Regions from separate parts of the Danio rerio genome. Here regions 1 and 2 are each linked to region 3. A link is a contact called in public Hi-C and Micro-C data. All regions are on one chromosome and are shown on one strand. The core of a region is the stretch at or near the end of the contact, and the rest is flanking DNA. Distances in the headings are between cores, read along the strand shown.

The links. Hi-C and Micro-C count contacts between places; a contact is called where the count stands out from the background.
Region 1: a contact with region 3 is called in a Hi-C map of embryo, with 1.6 times the contacts expected there. The contact joins two enhancer-like sites. A contact is called at or near these places in 3 of 18 Hi-C or Micro-C datasets (caudal fin, embryo and an unstated tissue).
Region 2: a Micro-C map of caudal fin shows a contact between it and region 3, with 4 times the contacts expected there. The contact joins the promoter of map7d1a here to the enhancer-like site in region 3. A contact is called at or near these places in 3 of 18 Hi-C or Micro-C datasets (caudal fin, fibroblasts and hematopoietic stem cells) and 1 of 4 datasets of contacts at active chromatin or transcription factors (caudal fin).

The regions. Positions count from the first base shown.
Region 1 is chr16:39,025,098-39,027,797 of GRCz12tu, forward strand. The region is part of intron 18 of map7d1a (MAP7 domain containing 1a); the gene reads left to right. Among named protein-coding and RNA genes, the nearest start is that of thrap3a, 100 kb to the right of the region's middle. Within about 2 kb of position 1,419, at least 5 of the 62 cell types and tissues checked have an H3K27ac peak or open chromatin away from gene starts, as enhancers often do.
Region 2 is chr16:38,918,578-38,921,277 of GRCz12tu, forward strand. map7d1a (MAP7 domain containing 1a) reads left to right here and starts at 1,382. Exons shown (of 19, transcript NM_001326399.1): 1 at 1,382-1,833. The coding sequence starts at 1,773. It overlaps LOC141378248 (a long non-coding RNA gene), which reads right to left and starts at 1,833. Exons shown (of 4, transcript XR_012392281.1): 1 at 1,356-1,833; 2 at 911-982.
Region 3 is chr16:38,975,625-38,978,359 of GRCz12tu, forward strand. map7d1a (MAP7 domain containing 1a) reads left to right here. Exons shown (of 19, transcript NM_001326399.1): 3 at 1,212-1,280. Among named protein-coding and RNA genes, the nearest start is that of map7d1a, 57 kb to the left of the region's middle. Within about 2 kb of position 1,292, at least 24 of the 62 cell types and tissues checked have an H3K27ac peak or open chromatin away from gene starts, as enhancers often do. A contact at or near this core is called in caudal fin, where this site is marked.

The DNA.
Region 1 (2,700 bases), core at 169-2,668, 50 kb after region 3:
ATTAGATTACTGATGTCCAAGTTAATGTAGTCACATGATGAAAGCTTTTCCGTTAGTAAGCTAATGTATTGTTAATTTCTTAATTTAAGTCCATGAATAATGTATTCATGGTAACAAACAAATGACCAAAAGAAATATACTAATGCAATTCAAATATATAAAATATGAATTGATGCATACTTTAAACGTATTTTAAAGATATAATTATATTGTTCATTTATAATGATTAAAATAGTTTTTGTCCAATAGTTTTGTGGCTCAAAAGTATTGGTTCATGTACCATTTTGGCACAGGTACCATCTTAAAAGTATCGATGTAGCACTGGTATTGAAATAACCACAAACGACCCTACATTCAAGTTTATCGCCCAGCCGTACTCTGAGCAGATATGTTGAGCAGAAATATTAGATGCCACAATGCATGTTGAAAATGGTAAAGAAAGTGGTGTAGCGTTGCTTTTGTCTATCAGTTATGTGGGAGTATCAACTGCATTTACTCATTTTTTGCTCTACTTTGAGCACAAATTATAATCAAAAATACATTAATCTTCATCATAGTGCAGGGCCACAAAATGTATCCGGCCTATGTCTGTTGATTACCCCTCAACAATTCAGTGAGAGAAAATATGCTTTCCATTGGGGTGAATGAATTCTGGATTCACTTTGTCATGTCAGAATTAGTATTAGACTGTGGCTGTAATAAGCTGTTTATCACATCTGTACCAAACAAAACCCTATTAGGTATTTAAAAATGTGTGTTGGGGGTCTGTTTCTTCCCAGTGAAATACACATCAACAAAACTAATAATTCTGCTTTTAGGCATTTCAGAATATCTTTTGAAGTTACTCCTATTTATTTAGGGGTCCATTACTTATTCACAGCCCTTCTAGAATAACATGTTAACGGTTAAAGAGGATAATTCACCCCAAAATAAAAACTTTCATAATTTCCTCATCCTCCACTTGTTTCTAAAGTTTCTTTCTTTCACAAAGGCTGATATACTGAAGAATGTTTGGGGGAAAAAAACAGCCTTTCATGGTATTTTTGTTCCTACTATGAAGGCCAGTGGCTCTTTTGCCCCCTACATTCTTCAAAATATCTTGTTTTTTGTTCAACAGAAGAAATAAATAGCTTAAAGCATAGAAACACTTGAGGAAATATCATTTTTGAGTAACTGTTTTGTCAAGGAAGAAACATTGTCTTTGTGTTTCTGACTTGTTTTTGAGTCTGGAGGGTTAATATTGTCTTAGATGCGGGTGTCATATTGGTCGTATGTGACACACAGGCAGGGGGTAAAGGGGGTGAAGAGTCTGACAGGTTTTGGCACTGAGCTGGATTCCTCAAATGGTGTCGGGAAGACCTGATCCGGCCTTGCTGGCACCCGAGACTGGAAACCGGACCCCTTGGCTTTACTCTTCACCCCTCTTTTCCCCCCGCCTGCTCAGCATTGGCTGGTCCCGCTCCGCTCAGCACGTACCTCCACCTGTCCTCCTGCAGACAGACCTCCACCATTAATCATCTGGCAAAGAAAACACAAGGGGCTTCGCCTCATTCCATGCCAGCTCCCGAAACTTGAGACGTGTGCTATCAATCCAAATTGATATCCAGGATCTCTGCTTTGCCATATCTGGAGCGGGACTCTCATCTCGTGTTAAGTATAGAATTAACAGGGATGTATCGTGTGACAATACATGCAATATGGAGCTGAAGTCAAAATTGTCAGTGAAATTATCTCTTTTTTTTTTGTTAAAGTGATTTTTAACAGAGCTAGGACATTTCTTTTACTGTTAATACTATAATATTTTTTTTTCTTCTGGAGAAAGTCTTATTTATTTATTTATTCATTCATTCATTTTCTTGTCGGCTTAGTCCCTTTATTAATCCGGGGTCGCCACAGCGGAATGAACCGTCAACTTATCCAGCAAGTCTTTACGCAGTGGATGCCCTTCCAGTCCCAACCCATCTCTGGGAAATCTTATTTATTTACTTATTTTAAAAAAATTATGGTCAAAAATAAATATTTTTGATTGGCTATGAAACAAACCACTGTTGTCTAATGACCAGTGTTGTGCTAGTTACAAAAAAAAGTGACTAGTTAAAGTTGCTAGTTGCTTTATTCAAAAATTAACTTCATTGATAATTACTTTATCTATGACTTATACTGAAAAGTAATTCATTACTGTTGAAAGTAATTTTTTATTTATTTTAATGCCCCCATTAATGCCCTTATAGCATCACTTTGGTGCTGCATGGACAATACACCGTTGATCAACTTCACAGTTTTAATTAATTTGCATTCTCACAACTAAAACACAAAACAAACTTAAACAAAAAGGTTACTAATTTATTAAGTCAGACCAGAAGCACAAAAATAAAAATATCACAAGGTGATAACCCAGCTGAATAATATATTCAGAAACAAAAAAGCAAAAACTAAGATTGCTTTAGCACCATTAAAGTTTGTATTTAAACATGTTAAACATGTTCCTTCACAGTTTGAGTATGAAAACTAGCAACAATACACAACAAACACAAAACCTTTATGAAATAAATGAATGAATGTAATCTGAATTATCATTCAGAATCAATATGGTGAAACCATTGCTTTCTGAGCAATACAACACTATATATTTTAAATAACGTGTGTATTATACAGATAACAAATGTGTGCTTATTTGTTTGAAACAACAAACATAGTAGT
Region 2 (2,700 bases), core at 132-2,631, 57 kb before region 3:
CTGCACCATCATTTTTATAATGAAAACTCAAATGCTAAAATAATTATTTACAAACAGCAACTTAGCGATTACCAAAGTTATTACCAAAATTACCATTCACCAAAACTGTTAATTAACTCATAAATGATTTCCCCTCATGTGGTTTTTAAACCATTATGAGTTTCTTTCTTCTGTTGAACATGAAATAATGTTTTAAATGATGCTGGCATACATTGACTTTTATAGGAAAAAATGCCAGCTAGCATTTTTTTAAATAATAACTAGTAAAGTGTGCATAAATTATGGCAGGATATAAATTTTTGAGTGAACAGTCCCTTTTACATGCACAAACTAACCCACATAGATAAAGAGGAAATCCTTTTTTCTTTATTATTATTATTATTATTTGCTTTTCATTTTGATGCATTCATTTTGATTGTCTATTGGCACTTATATGTCAGTGTGGGCAACTTTAGGGGGAGGAACTTATGATATAGAGATAAATTTTCTAAAATAAGTGAGTGCAGGAGTCATCAAACTCAAATTTTTGTTGCGGATATCTGGCAAAATCTGTATATTTTGCAATGGAACTTACCAAACATCCAAAACAATGCTGTGTGCTGAGCTAAACATGTTCTTTGTAGCTCATGTGAATATATGTGATGGTATTTGTATTTGTTGAGGACTCAAAACAGCTAAGAAAATGTGTAAAGAATTAAAAATTGTGTAATAACTACTTTGAGACAAAAACATTTTAGGCTATTGCAAAGAAATGCATTTCCAACACGTGCAACAAAATGTAATGGGCAACATGGCTGTCAAAAACAAAATGCTTAAGCACATGTCCTTTTTATGGATACGTCTTGTGGCATCCTAATGTTGGTTCATTTAGATGTCTTTGATTCTTGATGCATTTATATTTTTGACTTACCTCACCGAAGTGGTTTATCTCTGTCCATTTGCTGTGTACCTGTGAGTTCAAATTGCCAATTGTGAACACACCCTTTTAGACTTAACAGTATGAGAATTCAACTTTTACTCAAGTTGTAGGCATGTAATACAATCTGTAGTTTCAATTTCAGTTTCTCAACAGAGAAAGAAATCCTAACTAAATAATCTTTCTATAATAAAACAAGTCTTAAGTCCATTGAGTCTCAAACATTTCGAAGTCGCAGGCCGGCGAAACCTTCTGTGGAAAAACAGGTTAGACTGGTAAAATATAATACAGTGTTTAAAGGATTCAAGCTTTTGAAGTCACAAAAACAAAAGTATATTGTTTTAAATTCATTGTAACTCTTCTGAAGTTTCTAAATCGTATTAATAAACCAGTGTCTGTAATTATGGACTACTTTAATTCTAAATCCACCCCTATGTACAATGTGGTATATTCCATACCGGAGGCCGAGTTGGGACGGTCTTCGGTTCACAATGAGCTGCATGCCATCACCTTCAGAGCGGCAGAGGGAGCACACAGAGTCCGCATCCGCTGTGTGTGTGTGTGTCAGAAACTTTATACAGTCTCACCGCTCCACGAGGCCAGGACAAATATACAGTTTTCTGACTGGACTTTAAACAAGGGCTCTACATGCATCCATCGTATCCATAATATTTTCCCGCAAGACCCTTCGGCTCGGCTGAGTGTTTTGGGGATTTTTATACGCTCAGGAGAAATTGGGATCGGTTTCTCGTGCCTGTGGAAATCCGGTGTTATCGAAGAAAGTTTCTCCCTGTCTCACGGAAGGAATGAATACATTTTAGAAAGAAATATCCGCATGATTTAAAGGGATAAAAACATGGAATTCAACCATATCGACACACAATCTGGATTAAATCAGATGACACCCTCAGAAACACGTAAGTTGGTGTTTATGTTTGCTTTAACGTTAATAAAACCGTCGTTCTTCAAGATGGTCAGTGTATGATCAAGTGAAAAATCTTTCTTTAAATGTTAGCAAAATGGAAATAAAGGTAAACTTGGACAAAGTGAGCAATTGCAGATACCTCTTGACGTAATGTATAAGAAAAATGCCACTCATATATATTTATATGAAGTAAACACACATTATTTTTTAACATATTTTAATGTGTATGTTGTCAAACCATCCAAGTACTTTTTAAATCTAAAATATGACGTGTGTATGGGGGCATATGTGACGTGTTGTACTGATTCAAGCTCAAGCATGAGATATTCACGCTGAAATTTCACAACCGGTTGATTAAATAACGAGTATCTGACGCGTACATAATGTTTTTCTTATATTACTAACGTTAACTGTTAGTTATTAGCTAGGTTACTAGTTCACCATCTATGGTGTGTACACTAGCATGGTGTTTTGCTGTCATCTACGGGTGTCATGGATTATTCTGACCCTCCTTCTTTCAGTGTCGACACTCTTGCAGTCTATAATGTATGGAAGGCCGTTGGGGCCAAAACGTCTGCAACAAACGTGTTAACGCGTAATTTACGCGTTAACACGTAATTTACGCGTTAACACGTTGGTACGTGTTAACACGTCATTTACGTGTTAACACACAATTTACGTGTTAACACGTCTTTTTTTAAACTGGTCTCATTTTAAAGTGCTATCATTTACTAATTTCTCCAATTAACCAACTTATTATATGTATAATGTAATTTCACTTAAATCACAATAAATGTTTTGCAGTCAATGATATGTAGCAGATATTTAGTATTATGAAAGGCCAGACATCTTCTGTTAT
Region 3 (2,735 bases), core at 42-2,541:
ACAACCAGCCAGCACAGTCGTAGCTCCATAGTAAAAAGCAACATTTTGTGTCTGTCGGTTTGTTTACTTGCAGGAGTTCCATTGTCATTTTTCAGCATGTTAATTCTGACCAATCGAAAAGCAGTTTAGGAAATACGTTCATTAACATCTGGCCAATGAATGATGTGGATTTCATTACATGACTGTATTTTGGTGCTTTTCAACTGGCTCAAACTAAAGCAATCATTGTCGTGTGAAAAGGACCCAAACACGGCAGAAAATTCTACAATGTATCATTTGTTGCCTTTGGTCCAGACCAAATAAACCGAACTACAGATGTGAAAGCACCCTTAAAAAAGTCTGGAAAGGTATTGAATTTCACTCTGTATTAACTAGTGGTTTATTACCTGCATATATTAATAAAATACTGGCTTTTTGTTTGTGCTTATTCTACATTGCATATTATTACAATAATAATAATAATAATAATAATAACAATATAAGGCATTTGTTATGGTATTAGTTTATTATTTAATAATTAAATTAATATTAAAAAAGTCATATATTTTTTTTGAATGTTACATTTTGTTTTAATGGTGGGCCCGTGAAAATTTTGGTAGAGCAAGTAAATCTGACGAGACCAATAGTAATAATTCTTAAAACTGAGCAGTGCCTGAGGTTTTAATATCATCAATAAAGAAATTAAGACACTTAAATATTTACATACTTTTAATAATTTAAATAAATGTCATATAATTATTTTTCCATTGTTTTGTTAGTGAATTTTTAAGGAATCATACCAAATCTTATTGTGAAAACACTAGTTGCTAGATTGTAGTAACGTTCAATAATAATATCACAAAACAACAAATAACCAATGAAAAAAAAAAAAAACTGCCAGTGTGTCTTTCAGCCCAGGTGAATGATTGGTAATTGTGTGCTGTTGTGTCTGTGTGTGAGTCCTCTGGGTTTTCCGCTGTCAGCCGGAGCGTGTGAATACTGCCAGTCTGTGCCTCTGCCAGCTTCCAGTGCTTTATAGAGCTGCAGATGTGAGCCTTTACCTCACAATAACCTCTCTCATTCCCGGCACCCTGCTGTCTGACTGGCTCTCTCTCTCTCTCTATCTGTCTCTGTCTTTGCTCAGAAGAGCTGTAGTGGAGTTAATGACAACCTCAGAGCAACTCAGAACACTTTATCAAAACTAAACGTTTGATTGTTCTTTTTTTTCTCAGATGGAATGAAGTATGATGAACGGCAGAAACAGGCTAAGGAGAGGAGAGAGGAAAAAGCCAAATATCTCGGTAAGAGAACTCTATAAGAGGCGGTGAGACAGTGCCACCTGCTGTTTAGGGTCTAGATGTGTTCAAACATACACAGACACGTTAAACCCCCTTTGGAATTTTTTTTCACTTTTCCAAATATTTCCCAAATGATGTTTAACAGAGCATGGACATTTTCATAGTATGTCTGATAATATTTTTTTCTTTTGGAGAAAGTCTTATTTGTTTTATTTCAGCTAGAATAAAAGCAGTTTTTAATTTAAAAAAAAAACATTTTAAGGTCAAAATGATTAGCCCTTTTAGGCTATTAGACTAACTTTTTTTCGATAATCTGCACAACAAATTATTGTTTTATACAGCTTAAAGTGACATATTTTTAATAACTCATTTCTAATCTCTGATTTATTTTATCTTTGCCATGATGACAGTAAAAATTATTGACAAGATATTTTTCAAGACACTTTTATACAGCTTAAAGTGACATTTACAGGCTTAACTAGGTTAAATAGGTTAATCAGGCAGGATAGGGTTATTAGGCAAGTTTGTTCTGTAGACTATCAAACTAAAATATAGCTTAAAGGTGGTTCTTACAAAATGGTTCTTAAAAGAAAAAAAAACTGCCTTTATTCTAGCCGAAATAAAACAAAGTAGAAAAAAAATGTAAAGGGGGGCTTATAATTCTGACTTCAACTGTATATATACATATAGTGGTCTAGTGGATCACAAATCTCTCGGTTCAGATCACATAATGGTTTTTAATCACGGATCAGACCATTTTTTGGACAGCCTAAAAGGGGAGGAGAAAAATGTTATTTGCTTTCCATTTATTACAAAAAACAGTACTGCAAGACACTTTAACAAACCAAACTCAGAACCTGTAATTTTATTAAAAATAAAATGAAAAAAAAAAATTTGCTGAATAAAAATAAATATTAAATTATTCAGTACTGTGAAAAATTCACTATTACTACTACTGTTGCTGATAATGCTAAATGTATAAATCTAGCAACATAATATGTACAATCCATATTTATCTCATATTTTAGTCTCATTTACAATAAATGATTCAGTTATTCACTCATAAAACTTCATGTTTCATTGCTAGATGTGTCATTTGTGAAGAATTATTCAGTGGCATATTTTTGATGGCAGGTTGTCGCCACCTGTTGGTTAAATAATGTAAGCATCGTTAAATGCATTAAATAGTGATTTTAATCTTTACCATAAACATCAGTGGTTTTTATCTAAATTATAAAATGTTGTCTCAGTACTTCTGTGGTTTTTACCTGTTTTTATCTTCATAAATAACTCAAAAGACTGAAGACTGAATCTCTTTTTTGATTTTTGCGGTTTCAGATTTAAAATTTTAGCAATTAGAAGTATTAAGTAACATATGCAAATGACCATCATTTATAATTTATGTTGTGAGGGTGTTGAGATCCCGATATTTTAATGATTAATCGTGCGGCTTACACT